Linked DNA regions of Triticum aestivum: region 1 is linked to region 2. The links are chromatin contacts, called in public Hi-C maps. All regions are on one chromosome and are shown on one strand. Each heading gives the region's core, a stretch centred on a gene start, on an enhancer-like site or on the middle of the called end of the contact. The rest is flanking DNA. Distances are from core to core; before and after follow the strand shown. Region 1 holds the start of LOC123093289. Region 2 holds the start of LOC123093285 (serine/threonine-protein phosphatase PP2A-4 catalytic subunit).

Region 1 (3,779 bases), core at 134-2,633, 570 kb after region 2:
ACTTATTATTGGTCGTGCGACAAGTTCGAAAGAATCTTCCATGAATAGTTACTGTTACCGGGCAGCAGCCAACGCCACCAGAAAAAAGAGAAGGAAAATGTGGTTCAGTGTTCGGGGGTCCTCCCCTCGGTGAGCTTCTCGGTGCGGTACTTCTTGAAGTCGGCGGCGAGGCCGGTATCGAAGTCGTGCTTCATCTGCTCCGCGAGCTGCCGGAGCACGGTGTCGCCGACGCCCCGGATGATGGGCTCCGGCACGAGCGCCAGCACCGGCGGCAGGTTGAACCCCACGCTCATCTCCACGTGGCCCCGCAGGCTCCTCCGCCCCTCCGGCTGCGGGTACAGCGAGCCCCGCACCGTCAGCGCCAGGTGCGACGGCATCGCGTCCCTCTGCAGCCCCTTCAGCTTGTAGTCCGTCTGCAACTCATATCCATCCATTGCATTTGCATCAGCCATGAGTTCAGGCTGACGATGACGATGGAGAAAATTAAAAGTGATGGTGGTGGTGCGCGAAAGTGGTTACCACTTCCATGAGGAGGAGGCTGGTGGCGTGCACGGGGACGTGGGGCGGGTACCCCACCCCGCCGGACCTGCTCACGAAGCGGACGGCGATCACCGGGCACGCCGACAGGAACAGGAACTGGATCGGCACCAGCTGCACTCTCCACTCCTCCTGTCAAAATTCAACATTCATCCATCGATCACCACGGAGCTACCTCCGTCAGAGTTGCCGTGCAGCTTCAGAAACGAAAACTTTGGAAGGAAGGAAATGGTGAAGATCACTCACGTCGTTGAGTTTGGTGCGCTTGCGCTTGTCCGGGAACACGGCCCCGACGATCCTCGGCCTGTTCATGAGGTAGTCGTCGATGGACGCCTGAGCAAAGAAAGAACCGAGCCTCAGCTCAGATCACCTCCCAATTATATTAGCACAAATAACACTAGCAGCGACGACTTACCCCTGGAGTCTCACCCATGGGGATGTCGGTGTTGAACCGGTAGGAGAAGGTGAAGAGATCCCTGGGGTTGACCTTCTTCTTCTCCGTCGCCTTGCCGCCGTACGATGGCGGCGGCTTCAGAGCGCAACTGGTGATCGCTCTCGACGGCGACGGCGACGACCACGAGACGCTCGGTGCAAAACCATTTCCTGATCTTGATCGGAGCGGCGCCGCCCTGACGCCGCTGCGGCCAGTGACCCTGCTTGCACGCGGACGAGCTGCAGCATGCCGGCACGTCGTGAGGCTCGGCGAAGTCATCCTCTGCTCGACAGATCTTTGTCAGAGTTGGGAGCTGCGAGTTCCCCCTGCTCGATCGCCGGCTGTGCCAATAAGTAAACGAGCTCCACGAGGGCATGGAGCAGAGTTGAGCATTCTTGCAAGTAAGGGCAACAGGGTCCGTCCGGGTAGGCCCTACACGCCGGCCGGTTTCTTCCAAGAGTTTCCAGCAAAGAGGTTTCAACTCTCGGTTGTTGCATTTCAACTTTTTCTAGTGGGATATTTGTGTCAAGCTCAGATTCAGTCATGGGTCAGGAGGGAGGGATACGTCTAGTAGTAGCAGTAACCCAGATGTATCTACAATTCTACTGCATGTAGAGGCTCAGAAATACGTGCAGTACTGTATATGTTTGCGCCTCGTGTTGTTGTGCTAAAGTTGACCCCTGTTTTGGAGGGAAGCGGAGGTTGGTTTACACGTGGGACCGAGGGGAGGGGTAAACCAAAGCTGAGGAGTCCCCTGCGTGCACGTATGCCTCGGCACGACGACCACGCAAAAGGGACACGCACGGCTCGGCAATCATACCAAATGCGTCCGTCCGTAATTCCGGGTGCTCCGAATTAAAGACTGTAGAGCTTTGTGCTTTTTTTTAGGGGAAAGCTAAATTTTATTCATCAAAGACTACAAAGGGTGGAATACAACTCGCATCATGGGGTTGGCCTAACCAGAGATGGCGCCCCGGACCGAGACTAAGTGAGTATTTGGCTAGTTTGTGTGCGTCGACATTAGCCGCACGACCTTCAAAACAAAAATTACATTGAAACATAAAAGCTCTAATATTAATCTCCTCTATGATAGAACTACTCCTTCCTTTGTCACCACATGAAATATTAGCTATCATTTGTTTGGAGTCAGATGCAATGACAAAGTTGTGGATGTTAAGATCTTCGGCCAGCGCCAACGCCTCCCGGCAAGCAATTGATTCAAGAATTGCTGGGTCCTCTAGGCTAGCTACCACCAACGCTGAACTACCAAGGTAATTGCTTTGCCCATCCCTGCATACTGCCGCAGCCGATCCACCGTTCCTCGCTCTCACTCCAGCATCTACCTGGATCTTGGCAAAACCAGCAGGGGGAGCCTTGGGACGAATCGCCCGTGTCTGCCCCGTTGCTGGAGCTCCACTTGTCCTCGTCGGGCTTCTCATGTTGATCATATTGAGTTCATCAATGAATCGCCTGACAAACGAATTAGTTGCTTGAGGCGATTGGAAAATTCCTTCATGAATAGCCTTGCGACGTGCAGTCCATATCGCCCAGAGTGTGACCGCCAGCAAAACAAATTGATCATGAGCGAGTGACTGCATGAAGGTGAAAAGCCACTGCTTGGCGTTGGGTTCCGTGTTCGATACCAGGCTTTGTGCTAGTTCCTCATCAACTAGTGCCCACACACATCTTGAACTAGTGCAGTTTACCAGAGAATGTCTTCATGAACCAGGAGAACCGCACAATCCGCATTGAGCATTATCAGCCATGTGTCGATTAGCCCGGACGTCCTCCGTAGGCAGAGAATGCTTCGATAAGCGCCAGAGAAACATCCTCACCTTTGCCAGAACCTGGGTCCTCCACAATGTTTTCCATGCTCCTTCCTCGACTGCAGTATTTGAGGTACCAGTCGTACCTTCAAGCCATGCCTCCAGTCGCTGTCTTGTTGCTACTAGCATACGATATGCTGATTTGACAGTGAAGTTTCCACTTGTTTCAAAATTCCAGCTCCAAAAATCCTGAAGGTTGCGGGTGCACACTGGGATCCCCAAAATGATGCTTGCATCCATAGGCATAAACACTTGGTTGATTAGCTGACTATTCCACGTAGCGCTTGTGTGGTCGATGAGCTCCGCAACCATGATCGGTGGATTAGGGTGAATGCTCCCATATGGTCGTAGCATCTCATCTCTTGGCAGCCACGGGTCCTCCCAAATGCGAGCAGATTGGCCGTTAGCAATTCGGCGGATGAGGCCTTGCTTAAGTGTATCCCTACCTTTGATAATGGCTCGCCATATCTGACTTGGATGGTTGCCCAAAGTCGCCTCCAGGATGATGGTTCCAGGGAAATATATGCTCTTCAACAAGCGGGCACTCAGGGATTCTGGTGCTTGGAGCAGTCTCCATGCCTGTCGCGCCAACATCGTCATATTGAAGAGTTCAAAATCTTTAAAACCTAGGCCTCCCATTACCTTCGGTTGCATCATGCTTTTCCACGATACCCAATGAGGCTTTCTTTTGCCTTCTTTGCTTCCCCACCAGAACCTCCTAATGAGCATGTTGAGATGCTCACATAATCCCCTTGGAAGTTTAAAACAGGACATGAAGAACACTGGTATTGATTGAGCCACAGATTTGATTAAAACCTCCTTGTCTGCCGTATTCTTTCCACGACATTTCCTATTTGGCGCTGCAGGCGCCCGTTAATGTGTATTCTGCAAACGGGCGCCTGCAGCCACGTTCACTGGGCTCGGCCCATTTATAATTGTTTTTCTATTTCCAGAGACCTAAAAAAAGTGCGTAGGTAGATGGG
Region 2 (3,600 bases), core at 935-3,434:
ATTTTCTAGCACAGCTGCAACAATAAGATTAAGTACATATAGAACAGGCTAGAACTGGAATAAGATCAAGTGAACTCACTTTCGTAGGCATTCATCGTAGAATCCATATACTTGTGTGATCTGCAACCATTGTGAAAACATACTTTCAGTTTGAGAAGAAAAATACATGACAAAACAACATCAAAATTATAATAAAGCAAAATATGCATAAAACAGGAGATGTAAGATTCGAAACGAGAAGCCTGCTCCATTTACCATTCAAACTGAGATAATGACAGCTATTGAGCTATTGGGAAGATAATATCTATAGTACCTGCCGACTCTCATGGTTTCCGCGGAGGATTGTAATCCGATGTGGGTGGCGAACCTTCAGTGCTACCAAGAGCTGGATAAGAAATATCATCAAGTACATATAACATGAATTCGAACATGGTATCATTGGAAAGAATAGAGTAGTATCCACAAGTAGGTTGATTCTTACAGAAACAGTCTCAACAGAGTAGTATCCACGATCCACGTAATCCCCCATAAACAAATAATTAGTATCTGGACACTGAAAACAACAGGAAAAAAGGTCAGCCATTCGGAGATGTAATAAAAAATGCATTGTGTTAAAGCAGGGTGCATGGTAGGAAAGAATAAAGATCAGCTAACAACAGTAGTACCTTCCCGCCAATCCGGAAAAGCTCAACAAGATCATGGAATTGTCCGTGAATATCACCACAGATTGTCACTGGGCTTTTGACTGGCTGCAAAACAAAGAAAATGCAACACCTTAAAGCCAATGCTTATCTACAAGTGTACCTTATCACCATACAGGTAGATAATTTTAGATAATGTTTGTAACAATGCAGTGTTGAGGTGTCAGAGTGGAACTTTGTACCATTTCATGATATACATAAGAGCTAACAATTAAGCAGATGAAATGGGCGGGGAAGAAGAAGACCTTAAATTACTATGTTTATTTTAGCATCAGCAATTGCCAGTTTATGGGTTGAACAAAAATCACCAAAAGAACAGGATATAATTGAAAGCAAATTATTGATCAGAATGCCCTCGACACATAGGACTGAATAAAGGAAACAGCTATCTGAACAATACAATGACGATGCTGTTGCTTAGGCAGTGCCAAGATCCAAGACAGTATAATAAGCTCAAACAACCTTTGGAACCAGCTATGAAGATACCCAACGCGTGTATAAAAGATACACTGCACAAGTGAGATGAGAACTGATGGTATGTAATACCTGCACATTGCTTTCCTCCATCAATATCTCCTTAGCCTTCTCGCATAGTGCTTTAACCTGCACATGTGGGGCTGTAAGGACACAAGTCTGATTCCAGGAATGTGAGAAATAAACTCTATAAATGTTTGTGGGCATCAAATATTCCTGTTTCTGACCAACAACTCACACACTATCCACATCGACCCAAATGTATACGAACGACATCCTACAGGTGATACACTTGACCCTTCATTCTTTTTTGAGGAAGATGCACTTGCCCCTAAAGATGGCGTTTTCCCTACTGATATGGCAGTGGAGACAATAGGAGCTTGCAAAAATTCCTACTTTGACGCTACTTTAAAGCAACTATTACAGGAGATCTATCCCGAGAGACCAAATCTGAAGCACGGCAGCAGAATGATTCAAAAACGACCCTTGGACAGGCGCAAGCTAGACTCATATCTATCATCCTCCAAACCATCCAGCATGACAAACAGCACCCAAATCACCGGATCACGCCCCGAATCCAGGGCCTCGAACCAGCAGCCGAGTTGTCAAAAAACCCTAGAGGCGGCCGCCTTTGATAACAGATCAAAACGAGCATTCGCCAGATCCGGCGGCGGCGCCGGCGAGGGAGCGAGCGAGAAAGCCAGATGGAACGGCGGACAGAAGCGTGCGGAAATCTCACCTCTTGCTCGGCGAGCGGGCGGCACTGCAAGAGCTGCTCGATCTGCGCGTCCAGGCCGCCGCAGCCGCTGCTGTCCACGCTCATGGGCTCCATGTCCTCTGCCGCCCGCCTCCTCCGCCGCCGACCGGGGGAAAAGGCAACCTGAGCTAGAGCTCGTCGCCGGCGGCAAGGCGGGGCGAGAGGGAGGGAGGGGAGCGCTGGGTCGGGGCCGCGGAACAGGAGAGTGGGGAGTGAGACTGGGGGGGGAGCGGGGGAAGGAACTGGACGCGGACGGGAAGCCCATCATCCGCCACATGGGCCCAAATCTGTCCAGCGGGTGGGACCCACGCGCTCCGCGTCGCGGCTCGCAAGTGGCTGCCGGCGGGGGCCGAGCGCGTGCGTGGACCGGAGAGAGACCCGGGGCGCCATCCTTCTCAAAATTCGAGATTTATCGAGATCCGGAGGGGCTCCGTGGCCATTTGAGTAGCGACACACTTGATCCTAGTTGAAGATCGGCAATTGGCTTTCTCATCGCAGCATAGTATGATGACAACCTGTAAAAAAAATATGAGTCGGAAACATGTAATTTTAATCTCTTTTTCTTTACTATGAAAAGTGTAATTTAATCGAGTTTCTGAATTGATCAGAATATAGGGAAATTATCTTTAATCTTCATAAATTATTTGCCATAATTTAAATCTCCTTTTCTTTACGATCCAACGTGCAATTTAATCAAGGTTTTTTAACTCATCAGAAAATAGGGATATATCTTTTTCGATCAACGGGGGTAGAAACCTCCGGCTCCATACTAAGAAAGAAGAATTAAAAGCACCCCAAATCTAGAACATGTCCAGAATGTAACGATTTAGTCCAATAGTTGCAAAAGTGCACCACACCATTCTCAAACTTGCACTAGATGTGATGATTTGGTCATAGCCCAATCAGAGCGAGACAAGTGGCGCCCAAGTGGTCGAGCCGATCGTCCTCTGCACTTTTGCACATAACCCTTGCCTTTTTCTGAATTCAAGTCGCAATACACTGGACCTGAATTAAATTTGTCTCAGTATTTGTTCGCATTCGTTCGTTCAAGGGCGGCCAGGTAGTGTCATGTTGGGGGCGACAGCCACGGCAATCAACTGATGGCGTCAGCCACCACGGCATCATCGCCGTCACCGGAGTTCACTGGTGGTATGGAGGCACCTCCTTCCGCTCATCCCGTCCGCCCGTTCGGCATCTTCCCACCCGACTACTAGGAGTCTTCTGCCTCCCTCTGCTTTGCTATGTTCGTCGTCTACCTTCTTCTTACGTCCGTTCGGCTGTAAAACTAGGGTTTTGAGCGATGATTTTAGGCTAGGGTTTTGGCTGATAAAGTAGTTGTTTCGGTTGATAAAGTATGGGTTTAGGCCTAGGGTTCTTCGGTGAATATAGTCTCCAATGGATGTGGGTGCTTAAATGAAGCTCTTTTGTGCTCTTGAGATGATTTTGTCGGAGGCAAATTAGTGCTCATTTTTTGAACTTCTGCAGTTCAGTTATGCTCAATGATGTTTGTTGTGCAGTTTCAGTTATGCTCATGGTCATGCAGTTATGCCTGATACTGTAATTCAGTTATGCTAATGGTCATGCAGGAGAATTGCAGCAACTTTTGTAGTTCATTAATGATATAAGTTCAGTTTTTGCGGTTAGTTAACTGAATTTTGCTCAGTGCAC

The links. A called contact is a pair of places that touch in the nucleus more often than the background predicts.
Region 1: a Hi-C map of leaf shows a contact between it and region 2, with 3 times the contacts expected there. The contact joins the promoter of LOC123093289 here to the promoter of LOC123093285 in region 2. A contact is called at or near these places in 2 of 5 Hi-C or Micro-C datasets (both in leaf).

What each region holds. Positions count from the first base shown.
Region 1 is chr4B:566,297,182-566,300,960 of IWGSC CS RefSeq v2.1, forward strand. LOC123093289 reads right to left here and starts at 1,384. Exons shown (of 4, transcript XM_044515209.1): 1 at 953-1,384; 2 at 784-870; 3 at 520-669; 4 at 1-413. The coding sequence starts at 1,249. The coding sequence ends at 105.
Region 2 is chr4B:565,721,901-565,725,500 of IWGSC CS RefSeq v2.1, forward strand. LOC123093285 (serine/threonine-protein phosphatase PP2A-4 catalytic subunit) reads right to left here and starts at 2,185. Exons shown (of 11, transcript XM_044515206.1): 1 at 1,915-2,185; 2 at 1,248-1,304; 3 at 666-749; 4 at 482-553; 5 at 314-385; 6 at 80-120. The coding sequence starts at 2,007.